Linked DNA regions of Mus musculus: region 1 is linked to region 2. A link is a contact called in public Hi-C data. All regions are on one chromosome and are shown on one strand. The core of a region is the stretch at or near the end of the contact, and the rest is flanking DNA. Distances in the headings are between cores, read along the strand shown.

Region 1 (7,087 bases), core at 840-3,339, 500 kb before region 2:
GGGGTGGGGTGGGGAGGGTACTTTAGACAACTGTGGACAAGGACAAAGTTTGAAGTCATTTAATTAAAAGACCAAGTGGTAAGAAGCTCGTTTGTTACAGTACATTACATATGGCTCTTGTACAGAGTAAAACAGACCCCAGGAGTCAACTGTCCCCACCAGCACCGGACTCGGGTGAGCAGAGAAGCAAGGCTTTACTTGCTGGCACTGAGACTAACTCATGCAGAGTGCTCTTTGGTAAAGTGTCCATGTGAGATTTACACAGCACATAAAGTCAGACTTCTAAGTTTTTAAAATACTGTCTTAAAACTTGCCAAATAGCATTTAGATAAAGTAGAGTAACAGTAAGGTTTTAAGATGTCTTCTGTGATGTTTGTGATCAATACACAAATGGAGTAGATGACAGCTACTACTTTGTCCCTTCAACCCCCCAAAGCACATATATAAGGCATTGTTTCCTAATTGCTGTTGAGAATATGCTAATTACAATGTCAGCAGCAAAAAAAAAAAAAAAAAAAAAACCTACTATGCCATAATAATCTCAAGACAATGCTTTTTACTATATTAAATATCACAAAACTTGGGGAAACTGAGAAAGGAATATTTGGATCTGACACAAGCCTCAATGCGTGTGCTCTCAGGTGCAACAGCAGGTGGCCTTGCTTTTCTCCCCTCCTGGAGATCTGACCAGGTGCTCAGGGTTTTAAGACATTTTTAAATGAAAAACTTGCTCCCAGTGTGAATACAGGACTGCAGTACTTTAGTATTCTTTGGGTGACTTAAGATTAGTGTCATACTTTAATTATGAATGAGATCATCTTCATTGTCACTTGCACTGCTATGTTTCTAAACTCATCTAAGAGAGATTTGAAATAAATACAGCATCCGAAGGATTCTCCAGTAGATGGGTTTTAAACACGGAAGGTTTTCTACCCATAAGGTGCTGGAATGTCAGGTTCCTGGCAATGAGGCCCTGGGCCTAGTCCTTTCATACAACAGTTTGGACAGGAGTCACACACTGTGCAGGAGAGCTGGCTCTCTCTGAAGAGGAGGTTGAGCGGTTGGAAATTTCTCTCTGAAGTTCCTCTACTTTTCTTTGAAGCTCTGCTCTTTTGGCAAGAAGTTCTTTGTATCTGCTGTGGATAGGTTCCTGCAAGAGCAAACAAAATCACTGCAACAGGAATCCAGACAAACTTGAGGTCTTAACCATTCATTGAGCTTTGTGGCATTAGCTGTTTAAGCAGTTGGACAGCCCCACCTTTAGCTCCTTAGTGGAATTAAATTCATGTTTTGTTGTCACCTCTGATCATTCAGTTGCTTCAGATGTTCCTGGAAGATGCTACTTTATAAATATCATTTACTTAAAACTTCAGGACTATGGACCTGCAGTTTTTAGATTTTTATAGAATTATTTTCTTCTGTATACCTAAAGACCACACAGAAATGTGTACAGTTGGGAAAGTTTCGTAACTAAAGGACAGAGTGGGAAGTTTTGGTTGTGACAAAACTAGTGGGGTCATACTGTATATTACAGATATGTACCTGAGGTTTCATCCGGGGGTTCCACCTTATATAATATCCCACCCAGAGCTCTAGGTGGCGCATGCTGGCTACTGGGTAAAGGACATGATTGGAGTAGCTTCCATAAAGAGGATTAGTAAAGTCTTCCAGCTGGCTGTTTATATAGGACCACAGTGACACTGTCTTCTTAGGAAGATTCTGCAAGAGGGAAAAATTGGTAAAGATCTCCTATCATATCAGCTGCTTGAACCTCAGGTGAAACTTGTGTAGGGTTGTGTGATCATTAAAATTAGGATGCTGTAGATAGGATCAGTGTTCATTCACATGAGTAGATCCAAAAACACTGGCTCCAAGGCACCCTCTTCTAGTCTTCTCAAACACGTGTATCACACACTTGTCCATAGACAAAAAATAAAACTGCTCCATATGATTAAATCAATACTATTCAGAACAGCCAAAATAAAGAACAACCCAAAAGACCACCAACTGATGGGATATACACAATGGAAGGTTATTTGACCATGAAGAGGAAGTGTGTGGTATGACATAAACGTTGCAAATATAGTAATGAAAGGGGGCAGACACAAAGGTCACATGGTGAATGATCCCATTTATATGAAGTGTTCACAAGTAGCCATCCATAGAGAAACCTAGTCAGTATCTGCCCAAACCTGGGAGAACATGGATTAGCAGGTGTGTGATGAAAACTGCTCTAAATTAAATGGTGATGGCCCACAATCCTGTGGTTATACCATTAGATTATCACTTTAAAAGAGAATTTTGTATTTAAATGTTAGGATTTAAGACTTAAGAGTAGTTTCTCAAAAGACTGGCAGTAATTAGAATACTGCTGTGGTATTTGTGACTATCTAATAACTCACAATATACTGAAAGCCTACCATGCATGGAAATATATCCAGTATAAAGTATAACACCTGCAAGGTACAGTCTAGGAAGAACTTAATTTTCACAATAGTAAACACCATCACCCTGTTTTTCTGAAACAGAAATGAACTTAGGTGTTAGTGAGTCTAATACCTGAACCTGGTAGCAGGGCTTTTCAGTGTTAAGTCCTGTCCCATAATAACCTACTTTCTGACAAAGCTTTCAGAATGAAAGTTGATGTGCATGAGGGCTCTCTACCAATACACTAAAAGTGATACCTCTACAGAGAGTGGTTCTTTTGTTTTGCTGTAGCAGGATCGAACCCAGCACTTTGAAGAGCTAGGCAAGCACTCCAGCACTGACCCTCTATTGCTCCAGCACCTTCACATTTATTTTGAAAGGGTATGTGTTTAAAGGGCTGGCTTCAGACTTGTGGTCCTTTAACCTTAGCCTCTGGGATATCTGGGATTGTAAGTGTGAGCCCTTATCCCCAGTTTATGGGTTGAAGGAATCCTAATCTGTCTGGTGAGATACTATATAACCAAATGCATGCCAAGTGAGAGTAGAGATCATACTTTACCTCTTTCCCCCTCTGCTGTTCGCTGTTACAAAGGAATGTTCCAAATAAACAGCTGTACAAGTGGTCCAGGATGGTAATGAGAAAATACTCATTGAATTCAAATGCGGTAGGGAACTGCAAATTGAGCACCACAAACTTGAGACATTTTTCATGCATCTGTCATGAGTAGATCTTTCATAATAGTACTTAGATTTTAAACTACCTAAGCCATCAGAGCATTATTTGTTTTCCTTTCCAAGGTAGAGTCTTTCCCATGCAGCAAGTACTGAATGGTTTTGTGTTTGCTCTGCTTTGACCTTATAGTTGCCAGTCACTGATTTCTGACATGGAACAGTTCTGATATTCTTTTCTTTTAGTTTTCAATATGTCTAAGAATTAAAAGTAACAAATGTGCCCAGAAAATATCATAGGTATATACACAGAAGTATCAGCTATACAGCTGTGCAGCTATGCAGATAACTTGTAAGTCAACCTACTTGTCTTGTGGAAGAACAGGTTCTTCTAATTCACAACTGGAAGCATTAGTCCAACTCAGAATTCACCCTCAGTGGGTATCTTAATTTTATACAAGCCATTTTTGGAGGGCTATCAAAGGAATTAAAGACAGCCCAGAAGGTAGTAAAAGGTTTAATTGAACCCAATCCTATTAATATCACAAAATCATTCAGAAACTTATTTGTACATAAGCTTGTAAAACATTCCACAATGACCTGGGAAATACTGCCTTGGTATTTTAGAAAAAGTCTGTCAACCTCACTAAAATCTATGGGGACATGTAGTTTATTGCTACTCCTTCTTGACATAGGTAATTAACATACTGATGAGCTTTCAACATTTCTAAAAATCATGTCCCCATCCTACCCAAACAGCACCCTAACCAGTTCCAACTCTCAGGTGACCTAGTTAGGGGTTAAAGTCTACCAATCCAGACAGCTGGGCCGTATCTTCTCTTATTTGTCTTACTGGCATACATATCTCTCCAGTGACAAAAACTCTACTCCTGCTAAGACATTCTCAAACCCTGCAATTGTGTGTCCTATCATGAACCTTTCTAGACTTGAGTCATTTATACAACTATCTCAAACAAACCTGCTGCCTACAAGGCTGTTATAGGGTTTTTAATAGCTCCATGATTGACAGGGGCCAAGTCATCCCTGCTTTACATGTTCTACCCCAACACTTCTTCCTTTAAAACATAAAATGGCTCAAAATAATGTTTATTTTTGGCTGGAATTTGATGTAGTTTGTTTCTTATCTTTCTTAGCAAAGAAATTCAGAACTCTCAATGAGCAAAGGACTTTATTTCAAAGGAGGAATCTTTTTCATTTGTATCAACGCCCTGGGCCAAGATGCTACTAGAATCCAAGTGTTTATGAATTAATGTTTGTTACTATTACCCTAAAAGACAAGTTTTAGTACCGAATAATAACAACAGCTATTATCTCCAGGATTCTATCCAAGAATCATAAGTCAACCAGGACCACTCTAAGCTTGTGATGTGTGGTCAGGGTGTTAGCAGATGACGTCTTACCTGTCTTGTCATTTGCCAGACACAGTCAATAAACTGAAGGAAAACAGGTGACCTGTCTGCGTCAGCATGGTTCTTATCTCCATGGCCAACTCTCTGAAGCAAAGACAGTGAAATGTCACACAGACGATATTGCACTTAGTAGATTTCCTATTTTCTGAAAGTATAATTTGGTCAGTATTTTTAATTTCTTCAAAACATCTTTTGAAAGTGTTGCAAAGTAGAAAATAACTCTACCAAGCAGAAATATATTAACATTTTCACACATGAAAACTTCAAGAGGATTACTTTAATAAATGAAACCCAGACTCTAAAACAAAGTAGAGAAAATCCTTAAGAGTCCAGATTTCTGACTTAAAGATTTAACGTCTCTGTGGTAAGACGTTTCTTATGGACAGTCCCCTGGGGAGGTGACCTTTTTATAGAACTATACAGCACAAATCTCTAGAACTTTCAGAAGTACGTGGATCTACTCTTCACACAAACAGATTCCCACCATGCAATTGAAAATCCCAAAGCAGGAATTCATTCAAAAAGTTGGGGTATACAACTTCTGGGGCAGGCTTCAATATAAAAAGATACTGTCATAATCCTATGATGTTACTCTGGTTCACATTTCCCAGTATGCATTATTGGTATTCCTGGTGCAAGTGAGTACTGCTGTTGTGTCCAGCGGGGCAGTGGGGATGGCCACAGCAGACTCTTCTATCCTGCTAGATGCTCACTACTGAAGGAAGAATGTTCAGTTTTCTTACACAAGTATCATTAACAAAGCAGGAAAAATTAATGTTACTAAGTAAACATTTTAATGTGACAAAACAGAGAAGATACTCATTTCATTTGCTATTATCCTGTGCATCAGGAAGAAACAAAATAATATTTTAATCTAAAGTATGGATCATAAGACTTGAAGATTTGATGATGTTTTTCAAAAATGTACCATTTTTCCTTAAAGTGAAATACTATGGGCAGTATTTGTTACTACTCAAATGAAGATCAGAGTTTTAGTGGCCTTATCCACTTGCCTATGCCCCTGATACAATGTGACAAAGCAACACATCAGGAGGCTCTGTTTAACTGGGAGCTAGTATTTTTTGTAGAACAAAGGACAAAAACAGATTTTTTTTTTTCCTGGATTCCACAACCTCTAAGAAACCATTATCTGGAAGTTTTGACAGATCTCAAAGCATCCTTAATTCTCCAAAAAGGCTACTAAAAATACTGTCTACCTACATTGCAAAGGAAAATTTTTCTGACCCCAGATTTTTTTACATGATTATTTTAGTTCCAAATTACTTCAGACCTTGATCTATATTGTTAATACTACTTTATATAACTGAATTAGTATCTAAACCACTCATTTTTCATACAAGCCCAAAGGGAAAGCTAGCTTCATTTAGAGGGACAGCTGAATTTCTAGGCAGCGATTACAGAAAAGACAAGATCAGACACCTAACAAATGCGCTACTCTGGGTTCAGACTGCATTAAGAATATACTAACACTTTACCAAATATAGTACTTCTATGACCTCACTTGCTTAGGAAATGGCCAAATTTATACCTTGCATAAGATGCATGTGGAACATTAAAAATGAAGGCTCAGGATGGCTCAGTGAGAAGAGTATTTGCCACAAGAACGTCAGACCTGAGTTTGGTCTGAACACCTAAGTTACAGTTAGGCATAATATGCATGCCTATAATGCCAACATGCAGAGACTGAAATGGCAGATCTCTTAGTTTTGCTGGCTAGCCAGCCTACCCCAAATCTGTGTGACCTCCAGGGTTAGTGAGGGACCATGTCTCTACATAAGAGTAAAGTAGAAGGTAACTGAGGAAGCAAACTGACCACCCCTGAGCTGCACACGAATGTGCATGGCCATGTGAGCACACAACGACCAACCCCAGTAAAATGAAGGTTCTTTACTCACTAGTTGGAATCTATGTCCAAAGCTCAGCCATTCTTTCTCCACAAGGACTTCAAATCCTCGTATGGTTCGGTAGTATCCATCCAACATGAGCATGGCCAGGGAAGTGAGCTGAGCTGTGCGATCCCATCCATCACTGCAGTGTACCACCACAGACGTCTTCCCAGACTCGACCTTGTCAGCAATCCTAAGAGCCCCTGCAAGAATGAGCTGAAAACAAGTTTTAAAATGAAAGTTTTTTTTTAAAGTTAAACACTTCTTAAAAGAAGAAACTAATGCAGTTTGGTTAGATATGTGACCTGTAGAGACCGAGAACTCTGTCAGTCACATGGAAAGAAACATCAACCAGCAGTAAAAAGGAGGCAGGGGCTGAGGCTCATGCCTATAATCCCAAGAGTCAGGTTGAGGACTGCCTGGAACTTGCCTCAAAAACAGGAAAATAAATGAAAAGCATCATATTAAATGGGGTTGGGGTTGAGGACATAGGAGACTGGAATTGGAGACAACATGGAAAGATGGTCAGAAGTGAAAGGCACTATCATCTGGAGGGTGGGTAGAGTGCAGATGGATGGGAAAGAGGAAGACAAGCAGCAGAAACGCACACATAGCATAAGATGCGGCTACTTTAGACCTGAGTGTGCACACTGT
Region 2 (6,664 bases), core at 1,165-3,664:
GGGATCCACTGTGTTAGGCTTACATGGGAGAGACCTGTGACTGTGTGGAGTAAGAGTCACTGATGGAAGTCAGCCTGGTTTCAGGCAGAAGGGAAGGTTAAAAACCACTGTGATCACGATTCCATATCCCACAGAGAGAGTCAGGATGACTCGGGAATCAGGGAATCAAGAACACCACTAAAAATAAGAATAAAACAAAACAAACCCAGCTGAGTTTGATGTTATGTTATCTCGGACAAAGGTAACTAGGATCTCAGCTTATATAACAGAACAGACAAATCAAGACATATGGTGTTAGCCATATTGTTTGAGTTAGAACCAGGAAACTATCCTTGTGGGAGCTTTGTCCACCAAAGGGCTGGGATGTTCTTTTCTTGTCATTGTCTCTCCATCAACGCTCCCTGTTCTGGCTAAGAACTGCCAGTACTAAACTTGCTTTGATGTCTTGGCAATATTTTTTTTTAAATGTTTCTTACAGAAAGGCACATGTTAGGAGGCAGTGGGCAAAGAAAGTGTTCAAAACCAGGAACCACATCAGAACAAAGAAGCATAAATGTGAGCTGTTCAAGGTTGGGATGAGGGCAAGTTTATATTGCCTATTCACTTGCATACAGAGCTAATGAATTTCTTGACAAGAATCTGCTTGCAGAAGCATAAATTCTCCACAGCAAAGGCCTTCTAAACCAAATTTTTTTTTTTAACCCTGGGACTGGATTTATTTTTAGAACTATTTGCTAATTTGAACTAAAAATTTAATAAAATTGTTAAGTTTAGGCTAGTCCCTTCAAAGGATTAAATCTTGGTAGGTAACTGAAATAACTCATCTACTCACTGAATAGGCCCTCTTTGGCACAATGGAGACTTTAGAATGTATTTTAGAAGTACACGGTCAAGAAGGTACTCCAGTCAAGTTTGAAATTGAGACCGATGTATTGTTTGGTCTTGTTCTTGACAACACAACAAGGACACTAACTACACTCTACCAATATGGAAATAGATGCCAGATGATAATGCCAAACTAAATTGTAGGGGGAACCAGTGACACAGGGCCCTGCACTAACCTCGGCAAACACTGAATGTCCATTGTGCTTCTGCGTGTAGAAACTTGGGCTAGCTTGTTCAAGCACGTTGTTTCTTAGATGAATACTAACAGCTACAGTTTACTATGGCTCTCCATGGCGTTGCACATTTGACTCATTTAATAAAGATCTGGTTTTTAGTTAGTTCGACTACTATTATTTCCAAGGAGACTGAGGCAGGAGAATTTAATTGAGTTAACCAGGAAAACACAGCTATTACAAGGTTGAGCTGTGACTTAAACCTGGTCATCTTATCCCAGATCCCAGGCTCATCTTAACTGCTCTGTTAACTTACCTTCTTCAGTAACCCAACTTTAACATTTGATTTTCAACATCATCCACATATCTTTAATAAGTTCTAAGGGGAAAAAGACTATCTAAAATTGCTCATGTATGTAAACCTAACATTGTGCATGCCACAGAATAGTGAGTTCCCTCAAACTCTAAAAATCAACCAACTTCACATTTTGATGTATGATTTCTAGGCCTTTGTTCAAATTATGAAGAAGCAAGAACTATAGTGTGTGCGTGCGTGCGTGTGTGCACTCGCACATGCTGATACTAGCTCATTTTCATGCCTGCTCCTTCAGTGACTTGACTGACTATGCTAGCCTCTGGTTTTCCTCAGCTCTTATAAAGCATGTGTAAACTTTTTCTTCAGGCTGCTATTGTTTCACATCTGCCCCTTACTGTCAGCCAGAAAGGTCAAAGATGGTGGAGAGACAGACCACTAGCTGTGAGTAGCCCACATAGCCCAGCCTCCTGCTATGAGTCAGATTGGTGAGAGTTATTGGCTTGCCTCAGTTGTTCTTTCTCTATACCCTGTAAAACAGGGCTGACTGAAGGACATTGCTTTCTGTTGAACTTTCAGGTTCCTAAAATACCTATCTGTATGGAACTCTAAGGTACCTAAGTTACATATCTGTATTGAAAACAAGCACATCTTAAATGCTGTCCCTAATCAGAAAGTCTTGTAAAATTTTCTGAATGCTTCTTTTAATCAAGAAGACCTTTTTAAACCAGGGTGCAAAACAACTCAGTTGCTGGAGGAATTTATCTGCACCATGCTGACAAGACAGACTTGCTTGCAACTAGAGGCCCAGGGAAGTCTGGACAGAGGTGGGGCTTCAATTCTAGCCCTTTCAGTTTCTCTTCCAGTCTAGCCAGTGAGCTTTTAAAATGCTCTGCTCACAGCGCCAAAGGCCGTGCCATGCTGCGTATAACGCATGATGAATGGAGAAGTGTGTAAACAGCAAAGCATGAAACAGCCTTGGGGACTTGAAGCTCATAGAACAGAGCACTTAGGCTGTGTGCCCTGGGAAGAGGCCGCTGGAGGGAAAGACAACACTTGTCTTCAAGTGCATGAAGGATTAGCATTGCTTCATAGCTCTGGACTCCTCTGCTCCTTCCTGCCTCCGAATTTGATCAGGTTCTTGTGACAGTGCCAGCATTTTCGGGGTATTCCTGAACCCCACATTTCCCTGAACTGCTTACCCAACCACACATTTCTCTGCTCTGGCCCCTGAATATTTAACTTTTATGGTTACAGTATGCCTGCAGTCCGACTCTCATCTCTTGCTTAGTGTCCTTGCCCCTCCCAGGCCCTGAGGTAAGCCATACTTGTCATAAGATTTTCCCTGACTTAGATTTGAATCTCTTTTTCACCCACTAGCAGTTTTCCTGTTTCATTCACTTTCTGTATTCAGCACCATGCTATTTTGATGAATAATAATACTAGCTACACTAGCCTGGAACTCACAGAGATCCTACTGCCTCTGCCTGCCTAGTTTTTGTTATTATTGTTGGCCTTTTGAGACAGAATCTCCATTGTAGCTCAGGCTAGCCTGGAACTTTGTATGTAGCTCAAGCTGGCTTCAAGCTCATTGTAACCCTGGGCCTCTGCTTGCTGGAATTTCAGGCATGAGTCATTGCATCTATCTTAGTGTTAGGGTCTTTGCTCCTAATACAGGACAAATGTCACCCATCCAACCTGGTAGGTGGGTGTGATGTGAAACACGTAAGGGAGCTCCCTGGGTCCTTTGGGTCTGCTTCCCTCTTTGGTTTTCTGTGACAGTTTTAGGCCATTCAGAAAGCTGGGAAGTTCTGTTGTCCTGTCACCCTGCGGGGGAGGTGTGTGTGTGTGTGTGTGTGTGTGTGTGTGTGTGTGTGTGTGTGTGCTGCGTCTTTAGCATGTCACATCTCCTTTATTCTCCCACAGAGCTTGCTGGAGTGTGAAGAAAATTAGCATGAAAATGAAGGAGGAGGCATTTAGAGTTGTTTTCATTAAACATGGATGGCCTTGTCTGCGAATGTTGAACACGAGAGGGGCTGGGATGAAGGAGGCAGCGGTGGGGAAAATCCACTCAGAAAGTCTGTGTCTGTGTGCATAGAACAACTGGGTGTTGTTTTTTAATTCTGAGAATTACTAGTTGTTTTTAAAAATGAAATAACAATGCTAAAAATCAAAATGAACAATAAAATTTAGAAAACAATTAATCATGCTCACGCCCCTAGTTATATTTAATTCCTGTATCTAAGAATGTTTGACACACACACCTCGACCTTAACACCTTAGCACTTAAACTTGATTAGAGGTCTATACCACAGGAAGCCACAGGCATTAAAGTTTTAGATTTAGAGAAAAATCTTGATGAGTATTTTGAATATGAATTGGTGAGTAGTACTTAGTAATGATATTTCCAAGAAAGCAATGACTGCTGTAAAAAATGCTGAGCACCACCGGAGTGTGCATGATATCACCCAGACATTAGCACAAGCTTTCTGACAGTGTTTCAAAGAGCATGTGTCGGGCTCCTTCTCTGCTTCAGCCTTTGCCTTATTTTACTTGTCTAAGGTAGAATGGCCCTGGGCAGCTAAGAACTCTGCCTTTATTACTTCGTTCTCGAGAAGCAAAAGAAAATGGGTCTGCTCTTAAGGAAATGATGGCTGCATAAATAAATAATGCAAACAGTCCTCTCACAGTCCCAGAGAGGAAATGACATGAGAAATGTAGACCTCTAGCCCCAGACCTCCAGATGTGCCCTTCTCTCGCTGTGCAGCCCTGAAACTCTTGAGTTGGTCAATTGGAAACTAAGAAGACACCTGGGAACTTTGGCAATCATTTAACTGGTTTGACTTTCTTAAACTAAGAATTAGCATTTTAGAATACTGTTGGCAAAATATTTAACTTTCCCATCCCGTTTGTGTAAACACAACTTCTCTAATAATCCTTAGACACTGAGAGGACACACCTTGCCAAAGCTTGTCGAGTCCATGCAGAGAGATAAAGGGTACACTTGGAAGACACCTAAGGCTTCACGGCAGCACTGCCCACTTTGAGCAGTGTTCCCTGAGACTTCAGAGATACTTAAACACACAGCTATTTTGGCTTTATCCCGACAGCCCTGATTTCACAGGACTGATCCCTCTGTTTACAATAAAAGCTATTTTACCACTTAAAATAGACAAGTGAAAGCGAACAGATCCCTGTGACCCACAGAGGAGCCAGTATCATCCCCGGGGCTCAGTAGCAGCATTGCTGGGGAGTCTTCTGTCGTGTTTTCCTTTTTTTCCCAAGACTAATTCCCAAAACACTCATTAATTCATGTGCTTTCATGCACGAGCTGATCTTTGTCTGACAGATGACTACTCAGTGGCTTGTCCTCTGTCATCTAGCAGGTTAGCGACCAAGCAGGCACCAAACCAAGAGATGAGCACCTAGTCACGTCTGTGTCCTTACCTCCACAGCACATTAGAGAACAGATAAAGTCTGAAGCAGAAGGTGGTTTGGGACCACTTTCCTCCCAGCCTAATGACAATGGTCTATGCCACAGAAAAAGAGCTTGTCTCAGGCAAGAGGGAAAGATTAATACTTTTCATGAATGTGCTAACCTAATGGCTCCACAAACTAGTGCTTATTGAGTTTTACAGCTCATTCAAAGATTCAAACATATGTCAGCAGAAAGTGACTTAGTGGTAAAGTCTTCTCTTGAGTGGCTAGAAAAGCATCAGGGCCCTACAATCTTAGCCCTCTGTGAGGCCCTGTGTTTGCAGGCTCCACAGAAGTGGGGCTTCCCCTCAGCTGAAGCTAAATGAAGAAACTGGCTGAGTAAGGGCAGCAGAATTAGGCTCTCAAGTGGACAGAATTAGAACTGACTTAGAGGTTATTCTTGCGTTGTTCTTTACACTCTAGCTATTAAAGAGCCCAGACAGTATATATTCTCTGCATAGAACACCCTTAGAAACAACCTTACCCTGCCGAACAGAAGCTGTCCTCCCTCCTTTCTTTGGCAGGTAGTACTGATGATGCCCAAGGCGCTGCCACACAGCGCATGCTGGTTAGAGAACTTCACCAGCGTACACCATGCATATTTTAATTTAGGTGATCAATACTTTTCTCTTCTCCAAAGGGCATTCCTGGGCACTTATAGCATACACATTAGCAAGTAACACATCCAGACCACATAAACCTGCTTACGCACAGAGCTGCAATAAAATTAAGGGTTCTGACACGCAATCTCAGCAGAGGTCCTTTGAGATGATTAACATTGCTTTCAACACAAAAGATGCCCAAGCAAAGTGAGAGCCTCTGAGTGCGACTCTTGAATGCCTGGCCCCTTCAGACAGGGGCAGCAGGAGCTTCATATAGAACTTGCCTCAAAGAGCAGAGTAACATGAGAAGAAACAAAGTACCACACGTAGAAGCTAAAGTACAGAGGGAATTCCCAATAACTACAAAGGGTGTCAGAGCAACCCTTGGGATAGCAAACACTCTAATCTGGGTGTGAGCATGAGAACAGAGCTGCCTCCTTTCTCTCCTAACTTACACCAAACCTCCTGGCTTCATCCCTACACTCACAGAGGGTATTCCAGCGAGGGGCTATTTGGTCAGTGGAAGAGAGAAAAGAGAGTCCTTGAGAAAGGGTGGCACATCAAACACCTCCAGCTTTTTGCAGCTTCAAACTGTTTAGTGGAGCAAGGCCAGACACCATTGCCTCCCTTTCCGATGTCTGAGGGCAGGGCTACTTAAAGTTACAAGAACCACTGAAGTTGGTTTCATTTTTGCATCTGGTAACACTCCAGCAGAAGAGAACCTTACCAACTTTCCTCCCAATTGGACAGAAGCAAAAACCAAGGAGGGCCTTGGGGGAAATGCCACCTTCCTTGCTGGGGCTGGAAGGGAAAGACACAGGAAAAGTCCATGTGTAGGCTTCTCTAGGCCTGGCATCCAGGGCAGAGATCATGCTTTCCCTCTGGGCTTGGCCGGGGCTCCTGGCTCTCAGTGTCATCCCCAGAAGCACTCACCAGGAGACTCTGAAGCACACAAAGCCACATTATCGGGAGACTTGCAGACAGATTATAAATTTACTGGGGACAATCAAGGCATTGAGTCCCTTTTGGCTGCAGATGCTGGTAACACGCACATGAACACAAACCTCACTCCACCCCTGCTTTTCTCCCCAGCATCTCTCTTCCAGAAGACAAACTTCCCCTTAGCTGGGAATTCCAGGGAGAAGTGAGGATGGAGCAGGTGGGAAAGAGAGGAAGATAGGCCTAGAAACTCCAGTATAAACTGAATAGTTTCA

The links. Hi-C and Micro-C count contacts between places; a contact is called where the count stands out from the background.
Region 1: a contact with region 2 is called in a Hi-C map of bone marrow-derived macrophages, with 17 read pairs. The contact joins two enhancer-like sites. A contact is called at or near these places in 1 of 484 Hi-C or Micro-C datasets (bone marrow-derived macrophages) and 6 of 115 datasets of contacts at active chromatin or transcription factors (the 230-238 cell line, astrocytes, bone marrow-derived macrophages and 3 more).

The regions. Positions count from the first base shown.
Region 1 is chr9:13,799,438-13,806,524 of GRCm38.p6, reverse strand. It overlaps Mtmr2 (myotubularin related protein 2), which reads right to left. Exons shown (of 15, transcript NM_023858.4): 11 at 6,443-6,649; 12 at 4,518-4,610; 13 at 2,987-3,100; 14 at 1,543-1,719; 15 at 1-1,150. The coding sequence ends at 989. Among named protein-coding and RNA genes, the nearest start is that of Cep57, 24 kb to the left of the region's middle. Within about 2 kb of position 2,089, at least 2 of the 459 cell types and tissues checked have an H3K27ac peak or open chromatin away from gene starts, as enhancers often do. A contact at or near this core is called in bone marrow-derived macrophages, where this site is marked.
Region 2 is chr9:13,299,836-13,306,499 of GRCm38.p6, reverse strand. The region is part of intron 1 of Maml2 (mastermind like transcriptional coactivator 2); the gene reads right to left. Among named protein-coding and RNA genes, the nearest start is that of Maml2, 5.2 kb to the right of the region's middle. Within about 2 kb of position 2,414, at least 111 of the 459 cell types and tissues checked have an H3K27ac peak or open chromatin away from gene starts, as enhancers often do. A contact at or near this core is called in bone marrow-derived macrophages, where this site is marked.